Regions from separate parts of the Sus scrofa genome. Here regions 2 and 3 are each linked to region 1. Evidence: chromatin contacts called from public Hi-C data. All regions are on one chromosome and are shown on one strand. Each heading gives the region's core, a stretch centred on a gene start, on an enhancer-like site or on the middle of the called end of the contact. The rest is flanking DNA. Distances are from core to core; before and after follow the strand shown. Region 1 overlaps PLXNA4 (plexin-A4). Region 2 overlaps PLXNA4 (plexin-A4). Region 3 overlaps PLXNA4 (plexin-A4).

Region 1 (4,455 bases), core at 696-3,195:
CTCAGTAAAGACGGCAAGGTGTTCCACGGAGCTTCTATCGTTACGGATTACTTGAGCTCAGAATAAGGGAGCATATAGCACCAACCCGTGAAAAGGCACTGATGGAAGGGGGCCCACAGGTACCCAGTGTTGGACCAGGTGCCAAGGGCGGGGGGTAGAAGAAAGAAAGCAAGATTTGAAAGGGGTCCTGCAGCTCTGCCATCCCCACCAGCCCTGTCCAGGATGTGTGACAACCCACAGCGGGCCAAGGACAACAGAGACTGCCAAGGCAGGGAGAGAGCTGGACCTGTTTACATTTCTGACCACTTCCCCTGCAGTCTGGTTTCTGCCAAATGACCGAGGTCAAACGTGGGCGGGCTCCAGCTGGCCCCCTTCTTGTTGTGACAGCGCTGGGTTCATTAACACCCAGCCCTGCCCCATGGGCATGGGAGGCAGGAAGCCTTCTCACTTGGCCTGTTTTCCAGCCTGGCTTATTCTTTCTCACAAGTGGGGCAGGTGGTTGCCACAGTGGAGTCAAATCCTGCTCAGGGACAGAGGGAGCGGGCTGTCCAGACCCGGTGTGGGTGCCTTGGGCATGCTCAGAGCCTTGCCGGCTGCAATCTCTGTTAGCTGGCACTTCCTGGAATCGGCAGAGGCTGAACTCCCCTGAGACATTCAACCTTTGTCTGAAATACCCAGAGTGCCGCCTGGGAAAGAAAACACTGAACTGAGCTTGGAAAACAGGCGACGCGAGGAAATGCCAAGGACATGGCCTGGATCCTCCGCAGGGATCGCAAGCCACCAGGGTTTGTCCTCCGAGGACAGGCCACCTCTGTACATGAGCTGCTGCCGAGAATCGGGGCGTCTCAGAGCCTGCAGGGCAGGGCAGAAGTCCTCTAGTCCCTGGCATCTCACACGACCCATGGCAAAGGGCCATTCTATAAAATTCTTTATCCATTGTAGATGGACGCTTTGGTCCAATACCATAAAAACAAATGACTAGAAAAGTGAAATTTAAAAAGAGAAAATGCGAATTCACCAACCAGGCTCTAGGATGTTGCAGAATTGCTATGCAAATTTCTAACTCATTCTTGCTGTCTCTCTGTATCTCTTACAGATAATTTGCAGACCACGTTTTGAACAGCACTGACCTAGACCTCTGCTACTCAAACTGTGATTCAAGGACCAAGAGTATCCGCTTCACCGGGGAGCTCATTAGAAACGCAGGCCATCAGGCCCCTCCCCAGACCTCTTGAATTGCAACCTGTATTTGCATAAAATCCTCAAATGACTTATGTGCCCGTTCATGTCGGAGAAGCTCTCGGGCAGACCAGATGCACATTAATATATCACAAATGTTTTCTTCACACTCAGCCTGTACAACGCCTCTGAAAAAAGGAGATACTCCTGTTGAAGCATCTTGACTAAGTCAGAGAGTGGGCGGGGCATGTAAAACTGAGCAGAGGCGGGGCAGGCCAGACACGTCCTGGGCACCGGGCCACACAGCCCATCTGTGGCTGGACAGCTCGATAGCTTGGGAGTCACCTGAAGATGGTGGTACAGAGTCGTCAGATCTCAAATGAGCCTAGGAATTCCCATTGTGACTCGGCGGTAGGGAACCTGACTGGTCTCCATGAGGACACGGCTTTGATCCCTGGTCTCGCTCAGTGGGTTAAGGATCCAGCATTGCCATGAGCTGTGGTGTAGGTCGCAGACACAGCTCGGATTCTGAGTTGCTGTGGCTGTGGTGCAGGCCAGCAGCTGCAGCTCCAATTCGACACCTAGCCTGGGAACTTCCATTTGCCGTGGGTGCGGCCCCCAAAAGACAAAAAATAAAAATAAATAAATAAATAAATACACAAATAAATAAATACACAAAACAAGCCCAGAGGAGTGAGCACACAGGATGAGAGATGTTTGTGAATCTGATGTTGGGAAATCTGGCCCTTCACCAGGGTCAAGTACAGAGTCCAAGGTCAAGCTGCTGGAGCAGACAACCTGATTCCACCACCGAGAGGGGGGCCCGCCCGACTGGAGACAGAAGCGTGTTTATTTAGATCTTGTCTGCTTAGCTGCTTGACTGGCGGCAAGGAGTTTGATTATCATTCTCCGGGGCTCTGTGCCCTCGGCCGGAACCGTGTTCCTAATCTGCCTGGCCATTAAGGGCTCTCTGCAGCCCCGCTGTCTCCCGCACAGGGCTGGCGAGGCTGGCAGCCCCGGGGGCCTGCTCTCTGGACCCCTCCTCCTGGGTCTATGCTTCTGTCTGGGGCTGCAGAGCCCCTTCCATCAATTCTCCCTCAGGGGCAGCCTGGGTCCTTAATTCATAAAACAGTGAGCCTGCACGCGAGGGGGGGAGAAGCCACAGCCCTATTAGTCCGGCCCAAGGAAATGGCGAGGGATGTGCAGTGACGCCCCAGCGACCCCACCTCTGGGCACAGACTGAGTGCCACCCCACCCCTTTGTGTCACCTGCACTGTGACTCCACTCCAGCCTGACCCTCATAAGTCCCCTCCTCCTCCACCAAAACTCATCAATTCATGGAGCTGGGAGACCCTCAAAACCGAGGTCCTCAGTGGCTCAGTGTCTCATCCAGCGTTACCCAGCTAGTTTGTGAAGCTGCCTAAGCTGATGTAAGCAAGTCAGTGATTTGTGAGTCAATCACTCATATGAATCCCCCAGATATTCCACCACTGTGACAATTTTTGCACTCCATATTATGTCGTAATAATCCACCCTACTCTCAGTTTGGGTTCAGAAAAAGTGGTCACCTTATTAGCAAATTTCCTCTAGTCCTGACCTTGTATTTTTCACCTACTCAACTAAAAGGTCCAGCCATCCAGCCCTCTGAAGGACAAGTCATGAGGGGTCCCACCCTATTACTTTCCAAGGGGAGCCCAGAGGCCTCAGGGCCCCAGCAGGGGTTGCGCTGGCTTCAAGGGTGGCCAAGGCAGGAATGGTGTTGACCCCTGGGTTGTGGGATACAGGATCCGCTCAAGCCAGGGATCGTCAGATCACCCCCTTTTCTCATCCCCTCCAGATCTGGGAGAGTCTGGGAAGCGCAAGTCTCAGTACTCCATGCTTCAAAGGCAGCCTTCTTTCTGTCAAGTCCTGTAACACAGGAGAAGGACTAGAGTCACTGAAGCAGCGACAAGCAGCTTGGAGCAGAGGTAATGGCCTTCCCGGAGCTCGGCTGCAAGTGACAGTGTTCTCAGAAGGAAAGGCCAGCTGCCAACACAGCTATCATGGACTGCCCCTGTCAACAGAGGGAGCCCCAGCAGGACCCCAGCATGATGGCCCTGTGCGTTGTCACCCCCTTTCCCGCTAGTGACACCCCATCCTCAGCGTCTTCTGAGAAATGCCCTCCACACCCAGCATTTCAGCCTGTGCCTGGGATTCCTTGAAAGTTCAATTCAGCTTTTACTTCCTCATAATAGTTGGGCAGGAGATGGGCACAGCTCTCCCTTTCTCCTTTTATGCTCTTAATCTTGGAAAGCGATGCCTATAGTAAGAAGGGAAATTCTTTTCTGGCAACCTAGAAGCCAGGGAACAGAGAAGACTGTGCAGGAGGGGGGAATGCGGAGCGTGAGGCCGAGCTGATCCTCCCCAGAACCACCGGTCAGTCTTCGGGTATCTCCCTCCAGCCCTCCTCCGCCTGAGCCAGGCAAAGGGAGGCCAGATCTTGCTCCTGCTCCCCGCCCGGGAGCCAGCATCATGGACAGCTGAGTCTGTCCCAAGCCAGGAATGCAGAAGGTTTCCCTTTTCTGCCCCTGTCTCCTGCCACCGCTCCTCATTGTCCCACTCAAATGGAAGTGGGAGGCAAGGGCACCAGAGTGTCCCCAGTTTAAAGAGAAGGCAGAGGATCTGGAGCACAAACAAAGGATGGTACGGGAGCACATCTCAGGACATGGGAGAACGACTTGTGTACATTTCTGCCTTCCTTCTCAACCACAAGTTTCTTAAGGGTGGGGTCTAACTGCCCAGGGCACAAAGGACACTCAACTTATTGCATGAACAAGTGGATGGATGAAGGCGGGAAGGAACGGTACCAAGAGCAGAAACACACCTAGCTAGCTACGAGTGAAGCTGGTTATCTTTGGGCAGTAGCTGTCTCTCGGGTTCACCGTTTAGTATTAGGATGAAGCTGGTGCTCGAAGCTTGTCCTCTGCCTCCTCCCACGAAGACCACAGCCCCAACCTCCCAGCTCTCGCGCATCTGAGTCCTGAGCTGGAAAGAGCGTCACCTGGGAAGCCGACCCTCCGGACAGGCAGCAGGTGCCCCAGAGGCCCTGGCAGCCCCCGTGTGGCCTTGGCACCCTTCTGTGGGGAGGTGGGGAGCCAGGCAGCGCATGTTGCCATGTGCCCTGCTCGCAGTTACTGTGGCAACAGCCAGCATTCAGCCTCCTCTAGACGGTCCCACGGAGCCCTGCTGTCAGAGGCTGCGGCGATCCTGTCAACCAGGGTCGTCCTGGTCACGGCA
Region 2 (4,126 bases), core at 1,533-4,032, 79 kb after region 1:
ACTTAATGAAACACCTGTCCCCTCTCACGCCATCAGAAGTAATTACACATGGCTTTCACACGCTCATACACACCCAGACTCCAACTGGCTCACTGGCGGCTTCCCCGAGGATACCTGGGTGCGCTCCACGCTCAATCTTGGCATCACTGATTTGGAAGAGTCCCTCCTTCTTAACTCTCTGGAAGAACTGGCACAAAATTCTGCAGTTGGGGATCAACGGGGCTTAGATAAGTTTGAAGCAGTTATGATGGAGTTAGGAAAATCTTGATTTTTAAACTGTCAGACTTTACATGACTGAGACCCCCATACATAGGGCATCCTTCCACAATTCATATTAAGAGGACTCCGTTTAGAAATTGTCCCCACTGGTCATTTTGTACACGAATGTTTATACACACACCGCACATGTTCTGCAGAAAATAATTTCTCCTAACAGTGCTACTAGTTGGCACACTCAAGCCCAGTGAACTGCGAAGGGAAAAAAGTTCTCATCTTAGGAATCAAAGATCTGAGGTCTGACGGGGAAGTCTCGGGCTCGTGCTGAGAAAGTAGAAAAGGCAGTTCCAGGCCCACACAGTGGTCTAGTGTTGTTTTCTACACCTGCTGCCCTATGACATCTCTCCCTCTTCCAGCAGGACCAGGAGAAGCAGGAGATGAGAAGAAAGGCAGACAAAGCTTTAGAGTAAGTCATCAAAAATGGCAAATGGGTCCCCTTCGGCTTTTCCAGGAACAGCCCTCCCCCCTCCCCCGCACACACACGCTATATTTATGTACATACTGTTACACACACATTTGAAGAGAAAAGGAATTATATAACACATCAGCTGTTCATTTTCACAAGCCCGGTTGAGATCAACCCCGCAGTAGAGAAGCCTGTGGTGAGAGTCCAGGGATTTCTACAGGCAGGGAGAGAAAAGGGCCCCTCTCTCTGAGGCTCGGAACACAGGCATGGGGAGCTACCCAAAAATGTGAGCACTGAGTGTTTCCTTCAGGAGCCTTAAGCCCCCCAGGTGCCCCCAATTTCACCCCTACATGAAGCTGGATATTTGGTGGAGAAGCCAAATTGAGTTCGAAAACGTACATAGGCAAAAGGAGCAAAGGTGGACATGGCACAATTTATTATAAGGGCGTGGGTTTTGGAGACTATGCCAATTAGCATTCTACCTCTCTGGAGAGGAGTTTCTTCCTGGGTAAAATTGCAGTCAAAATCCTCACCAGGCACAGTTGCAATGAGGGCCCTAGACTGACCCCTCTGAGTTATGGGTAGCAAAAACATAGCACATAGTAGCTGCTGACTTTGTTCTCATCTTCGAGCCTCTCCTCCCTCTTCCCCCCTCCCCTAACCCTGATTGATGAATCAGGGGTTTTGACCTTTGCAGCAGAACTAGCTTTCAACAGACCATTCACCCAGTGGCTGCAAGTTAGTTTTATTTCTTACAGCTGGGATTGAAGATGGACTAATCCATAAACCCTAACTTGCTCTGCCCACCTAAAATCACCAAGGACATAAGGCCATTTTTTTTCTCTTGTTTGGTCATCTCACAATGCCTAAAGCTGTATCTTGCTCATCAATAAACTTCAATAGAAGCTGGCAGTGGTGCTGGGAATTATAGGAAGAAAATAAAAACCAACACACAAACATGAGCCTGACCAATCATGGCTTCCCTTGACCAGTAAATAATCAAAGTCCATGGTGACTCCCCTTAGGGGGAGGGGACACTGTCTGCAGCTGTGGCAACTAGCCCAACCTGCTGACAGGTTTCGTTCCAGATCTTTTCATTGGGCTTTGGTAGCTGCTGCACCTGCCAAAGGAACCGGTATCTTCTTTGTCTTGTAAAATTAAGACAAAGATGAACTTTACAAAAGCTTTCTTTTTGTTTGTTTCCCAAAAGCTCTTCTGAAACCAAAGAAAAGCAAACCCACAGGTAAAAACGAAACCCCAAATCAAGTCGTTGAAACCGGGAATGCACAGAGGGGCCCCTCTTGTTCCAATGACCAAGAGGGGAAAGGTCAGTGTGGCCTTGACCAGGGAGCTTCCTGGGCTCAGAGACTTGGGGGATGGTCCTCAGCCCATGTGGCTGGGATGATGGAAGGAGCTGGAGCCCTCGGCCTGGGAGCCGTGGCAAAGTCTGGTGGGCTTTTCGGTCTTTTTAAACCCTTTCCTTGTCTTTGGCTGTGGACCTCCCATTGGTCCTATCTGGTCCCCAAATGCCTCCCCCAATGTCCAACCTCACCCTTCTTCCCCACCAGTCTTGCAGGCTGTTAGAGAGGGCTCTGCTGCGGCAGACAGAACAGTGCCCCCTCCAAAGACATCCACAGCTTAATCTCCAGAACTGGAGAAAACGCTACTTCCCGTGGCAAAGGGGATCTGGCAGGTCTCGTGAGGTTAAGGATCTTGAAAGGGGGAGGTTGTTCTGCAGGGAACATCAGCCATCGGTGCTGGCCATGCAAGACAGGTGTCCACAAGCGAGGACAAGCAGAGCAATGGCCTGTCATTTCTCCGAGTCTGGGCACACTCTCTAAGCTGGCTCTTTCAGCCGAGCTGCCAGGACTAAGGTAGCATCGTGGGCACAAAAGCCCATCTTTAGAACGGGGAACCTGGGAGGCAGACAGCCCAGGTGAGAACTGTCAGAGGAGAGGGCAGCCTCTTTCACCAGACAGCAGTAGTGGCAGGCGCTGGGGCACATGTGGGACTCGGCCCCAGCCTCCCGAGCCTGCCAGAGGCCCTGGAACCCAGTTCTGGGCTGTCAGCAAAGACAAATTTAGCACCGATGATCTCATCTTGCAGAACAGCCCCGGGGCCTCCGAGCGCTCTGGGAAACATCACTTCGACAAGTTGGCAAGTGGACGTCACTGTCACGCCCGTAACGTAGGCAGAGGGTGCAGGGGTCCCTCCCTCGGCTCACCCAGGAGGAGCAGGTGCGGGTGATGCCAGGGCAACGGAGCAGGTGGCAGACTGGGTGAGGCCTGGGGTGCCGTCACCCTGAGCCCCCTCAGCCTGAAGAGCCCAGGTACTGTGAGCTGGCGCTTTAAGGCGAGACCGCAGACACCAACACACTTTGCCCGAGACCAGCGGCGGGCGAGCAGGAACATTCTCACTGTGAGGTGGTGGCTCACGTCCCTGCGACCCCGCCCCACCTCGTGCTTATATCAGGACGCGCTGTGAGAGATTATTTATAAAGGCAGTGGCGGTGGCAGAAGGTGGGGGAGGGTGGGAGCTCACTCCCTCTGCCGTTTATCACAAAGACCAGAGCACTGCAAAGATGACGATGGGGGGGTGGGAGTGGGAGGACTGTCCCTTGTCCCCCTACATGAGTCGGCGGCGGCGGCGGAAAAGGATGAACATTTGTCACCAAATGCAAACCCCAATTCCTCCCGTTGGCCCAGGCCACCTCTTGGTGTCCCTGCAGTTGATTTTCTGGCTTATGGTAGCTAGGGATTTTGCTGGTCAGTTCTCCCGAGGTTTTTCAGTGTGTTTTGTGGGCAGAAAACTCTCTGGAGTAAAGAGGCCACAGTGGCTCCCCCAGTGCTGCCCCAAAGTCCCAGGAGGGCAAGTGGCAGGTGAGTCCTTCATTGACAGGAGGTCCCCTGGCTCCTGCTTCCGCAGCCAATGGAGGGGACTCTGCAACGCTTCCTGGTGGAGGGAGGTGTGAAAATACTAAGAGAACGGACTTGATTCCTCTGCAATAGAGAGAAATACATTTCTAAATATCAAATAAACACAGGTACTTCTAGAAGGCAGGACAGAGAAAAGAGTGGTCCCTATCACACTGCTAAAGGTGATGGATAGTGACGGAGAATAAAAGTTGTCACATAAGAAAGGCCAGGTTTATATCCAAGCCCACCAGGGGTCAGTTCCATGTCAGATTCAGTCATATTACAGAAGATCAACTCCCGGAGAAGAAGGGCTGTGAGTCTGATAAATTCCATACCGGGAAGTGCCGATGGGATGTAACGAGGGGCTGTCAGAGAAATAAATCAAAATATACCGAGAATTTGGGGTGACCACCCATATAAAATCTCTTCTGCCAAAGACGCACGGACATGACCGTGGCTTAAGGAAGGAAAGCTCTGCCAGCAACTGGGAATGGAACTGACAGCATCTCTTCAAGTAAAGATGTCAGAA
Region 3 (4,107 bases), core at 437-2,936, 87 kb before region 1:
TCAGTATAAGTTGAATCAGCCGATGTAGAGGCGCAGAAAGTGGAGGACTTAGTCACAGCACTTCCCCAAGGGCAGAGACCCTGATCCTCCCAGGCCTCCAGGGGACAACTTGACAAAACAGATGTCACTTGTCCATAACACAGTTACTCAACTAACAACAGCTTTGGTTCAAACTTTGAAAAGGGATTTTGTGACTGTTATTTCCATGCATCCTACATGAGTGCAGTGAGCTGGGCTGGTAGGGTGGACTCAGGCCCCGCCCTCTGACAGATGGGGAGTGAGTGCCCAGGTGGTCCATGGCACTCTAGCTCACAGCGCCAGGGCAATTCCACTGGGTCTCTTCCGTCCTGAGCCCCTTGCCCTCGCCAAGCTGCCCTGGTGTCCACTTCCTTTCAACAATCCTTTGAAAGGAGGGAGGGGTGACCAGAAGAGTCCACTGCTTAGGCCCCCACCTCCCCAGTTCCATCAATGCAGAGCAAGATGAGTAAACAGAGACCTATAAAGCCACCTGTTGTTCAGGCTTAGTTATTTTATTGTGTTGTTTTGTGTCATGTTGTGTTGTTTTGTGTCATGTTTTATTGGGTTGCAGTGTGTTGGACTGGATTGTGTTGTGTTCAGTGGTATCGGTTTGGGATGTATTGTGTTGTGTTCTATTGGGTTGGGTCGTACTGTGTTGTGTTGGATTGTGCTGTGTTGTATTGCATTGGGTTGTGTTGGTGTTGTGTTGGGTTCTGTTGGGTTTGGGTTGGGTTGGTTGTGTTGTGTTATATACTGTTTTGTGTTGTGTTGGATTAGGTTGTATTGGATTGGATTGTACTGGGTTGTGTTGGATTGAGTTGGATTGAGTTGGTTGCTTTGTGTTGGTGCTGTTAGGCTGGATTGGGTTGGACTTACTGGTCTGTGATTCAGTGAAACAAGGTCCAAAGTTTGCCCGGATGCACACGACCTGTGGTAAGTGATGTCTCTCTGCTGGCCCTGCCAGGCCACAGTGGCTTCACCATGACCAAGTCCAAAGTCATGCGCAACAGAGCAAAGTGGGCACCACAAGCAGAAGTCAGCACCCACAGCCCGGACACCAGCTCCAGGGGCCTCCCAGCCTGTTCCCTCCTCAGCTGGCCCAGGTGGCAGCCAGCCAGGCAGCTTCAGAAAGGGGTAGGAAGGAAGCCAAGAGCAGGGGTGGAGGACAAGAGCTGGCAGAGAGAAGGCGGGCAGGGCAGAGTGTGCAGCAGAGAGCTTTCTGACTGGGGAGGAGCACAGAAAACTTGACTTCCTGCCAGGGCTGGGATTGGGAACTCTCTTTTCCCTGAGGGAACCCGGTCAATGAAACGCAACCTGAGTGGTTTTGACATAAGGTCATGGCCCCCAAACAAGGCAAGGTCAGAAGGTCATTCCCAAACACAGGTGGGCCCATCGGTGGTTGGACAGAAGGGCAGGTAGGCAGGGGTCAGCCCTCCTCTGAGTGGTTCCAGGGGTTCGAGAGCCAACCTAGCCATCCTGCCCTTCTGAGCCCTGGAGAGGGTCCGATGGGGCTGGGCTGAGAAGGCAGAGTATATCATTCATGCCGTAAAAGAGGAAACGGAGGGAGAAAAGACCTCAGCGCTGGCCGCAGTCAGAGCCCCAGGGAAGGCCGAGTTAGCTGCCTGTGTGCACACTAGCTCTGGATCCTGGCTCAGTGCTCACAGCCTTTGGGCTCAGTCCCTCCCACCCCGCCTGCCCTGCCCTTGCCTTGGGCTTGGAGCCTTCCCCTCCCCGACGCCTGCATCTTCCCCTCCTGTGTCCTGGAAAACAGGAAGGAAGAGGAGGAAGTCTTTTCAGAGCCTCTGCTTATCAGCCTGTACTCTGTCCTTTTCCCTTCTCTCCCCCTCCAAGCTCATCCATGTCTGAACGGAGAGATCAAATGCATCTGTACTTATGCCGACAGGTGAACCAACAGATCATGGGCCAGCGGGAGCCAGAGGGGCCCTGGTGGGTGGTGTACGAGTGTGTATGTGCGTGTGCTGTATGTGTTTTCTGAAGCTGCTCTTTAACCAGGGTGATCGCTGTGTTGAATTCTGCACCTCCTCTTACAGCCAGTAGGTGGCAGAGCTGCAACAGGCCGGTGTTTCCAGTCCTGTGGCAGCTGGCCCCGCAACACTGGTCAGAACTGGTCCAACTGTGGGAGGAAGTTGTGTCCACTGACACACCAGGATGACCGACGCAGAGGTTCTGGGAAAGGTGATTTGGGGCACAGGCTATCTAAAAATTCTTCTGAAACCCTCTCCCCTCCTCTCCTCTCTTGCATTCCTCTGTAGTTCCCCACAATTTTATCTAGAAAGGGGAGAGTCTGTTGACATTGACAAAGAATCTGCAGCAATGTTTTCCAGATTTTGTGGGAGTATGTGAAAATGCAGGCTCCCCTGTCCACTCAGGATCTGACCCAGAATGGCTGAGGCGGAGCCCACGACTTGCATTTCAAATAGGTACCACTGGTGATTCCTGCGCAGGGGCCAGGGAACCTTAAACTGGGCAACAGAAAACTAGGACACCCCAGTATCGTAAGGAGGCTTCATTCTACGATCTGTTCTCAGGCTCACGTACTTCTTCATTCTTTCCACCTGTTACTTACTCTTCAAACATATTGCTACTGCCCTTCTCCGCCATGAAATTTAAGCTCCACGTTTTTAAGAGACCGCTTTTCTTGTTCCTTATGCTAATTTCCTGGTGCTCTAAGACCATGGGACCTCTTGTTCCTTAAGAAGGTTTTCTCGGACCGCCTAGCTCTCATCCTAACCTTTGTTTCATTCTGTCTGACGTCCTGGAAAGCCTTGCGCCTTCCCCTGCCTCGATGGTCAGGGGCTCTGCTGGAATTTGTAGGACAACAGCCACACTCCATCCTTCTCCCACTCCACCACCCAACTGGATTTTCCTGGGTGACAGTTCCATTCCTTGGTGTCCTCTGAGCGGGGCTTCCAATCAAGCAACCCGAAGCCGACCAAGGATGTGCTCGAGCAACAGAGCATCTCCCGCAAGTCAGCAGACGGAAGACCCCTCACCACCAAAGCGCTCGTGCTCATGCTCCTACGTCAACACACCATCAAACGCTCCAGAGACCCCGTGGAGTCGTTTGCTAGGGCTGCCGTAAGAATTACCGCAAGCTTTTAGCTGAAAGCAGCACCCTTGTTCTCTCACAGTTCTGAGGTTAGACGTCTATCAAGGTGTGGGTGGGCCATGCTCTCTCCCGGGACTCTAGCGGGGGATCCTTCTTTGCTTCTTATGGTTGCTGGCAGAGCTTGGCATTCCTTAGCTATGGCAGCATAAGCGCAGTCTCTGCCTCTGACTTCACATGGCACCCTTCCCTGGGTCTCTCTGTCTCTGCATCCAAGTCTCCCACTCCTTTCCCTTATAAAGACACCAGTCATTGGATTTAGGGCCCACCCTAATCCAGCACGACTTGGGTTACATCTGAATAACTTCATTACGGCTGCAAGGAGGACTCTGTTTCCAAATAAGGTCGCATCGCAGGTCCTGGTGTTTAGGACTTCGACGCTTCTTTGGGGGGCATACAGTTCGAGCTACCACACCCCCTACACGGAAAGCGCTCCTTAACATGGCTTACCTTCTGATGGAAAGAGGAGAGCAGGTTTAGGGGTCCAGATCCCCCTAGCATCGCACATGTATTTCTTTGGTGGACACCGTATGAAAGCCCAGTTAACACGGCCCTTGTGACTTCCTGGGTTAGAAGCATTTAAAACCTGTCAGCTTTGGGGGTTCCCTGGTGCCATGGTTCTCGGAGTGAGGGGGGACCCCTGACTAGCAGCATCCGGGAGCTTGTTAGGAATGCAAATTCTCCAGCATCCCCGCAGGTCTCTGGAATCAGAAACTCTGAGGGCGAGGCCAGCAAACTGCATATAACAAGGCCTCTGGGGGATCTTGGTGCTCAGGAAAGGTTGAGAACAAATATGATGACTTAAGCAGAGGGGGCATGTGGCGGCCCCAGGGAGTGCCAGCAACTGGCCGTATTGCTTTTGGCCCCAGATGTCCGTGTTCCTCTGCCCTCTGGTTCTTGGCAATGCCCACCCCCGGCCGCCCAGACGCCCCACCTCCATCCTTGAGCCGTGCTGCAGGATG

Evidence for each region. A called contact is a pair of places that touch in the nucleus more often than the background predicts.
Region 2: a Hi-C map of liver shows a contact between it and region 1, with 9 times the contacts expected there. The contact joins two enhancer-like sites. A contact is called at or near these places in 1 of 5 promoter capture datasets (liver) and 6 of 47 Hi-C or Micro-C datasets (heart right ventricle, liver and skeletal muscle).
Region 3: a contact with region 1 is called in a Hi-C map of liver, with 5 times the contacts expected there. The contact joins two enhancer-like sites. A contact is called at or near these places in 1 of 5 promoter capture datasets (liver) and 8 of 47 Hi-C or Micro-C datasets (embryonic fibroblasts, fetal heart ventricle, fetal liver and 3 more).

Annotation. Positions count from the first base shown.
Region 1 is chr18:16,699,056-16,703,510 of Sscrofa11.1, reverse strand. All of the region lies in intron 3 of PLXNA4 (plexin-A4), which reads right to left. Among named protein-coding and RNA genes, the nearest start is that of PLXNA4, 230 kb to the right of the region's middle. Within about 2 kb of position 1,945, at least 10 of the 83 cell types and tissues checked have an H3K27ac peak or open chromatin away from gene starts, as enhancers often do. A contact at or near this core is called in liver, where this site is marked.
Region 2 is chr18:16,620,742-16,624,867 of Sscrofa11.1, reverse strand. All of the region lies in intron 3 of PLXNA4 (plexin-A4), which reads right to left. Among named protein-coding and RNA genes, the nearest start is that of PLXNA4, 150 kb to the right of the region's middle. Within about 2 kb of position 2,782, at least 11 of the 83 cell types and tissues checked have an H3K27ac peak or open chromatin away from gene starts, as enhancers often do. A contact at or near this core is called in liver, where this site is marked.
Region 3 is chr18:16,786,315-16,790,421 of Sscrofa11.1, reverse strand. All of the region lies in intron 3 of PLXNA4 (plexin-A4), which reads right to left. Among named protein-coding and RNA genes, the nearest start is that of PLXNA4, 310 kb to the right of the region's middle. Within about 2 kb of position 1,686, at least 18 of the 83 cell types and tissues checked have an H3K27ac peak or open chromatin away from gene starts, as enhancers often do. A contact at or near this core is called in liver, where this site is marked.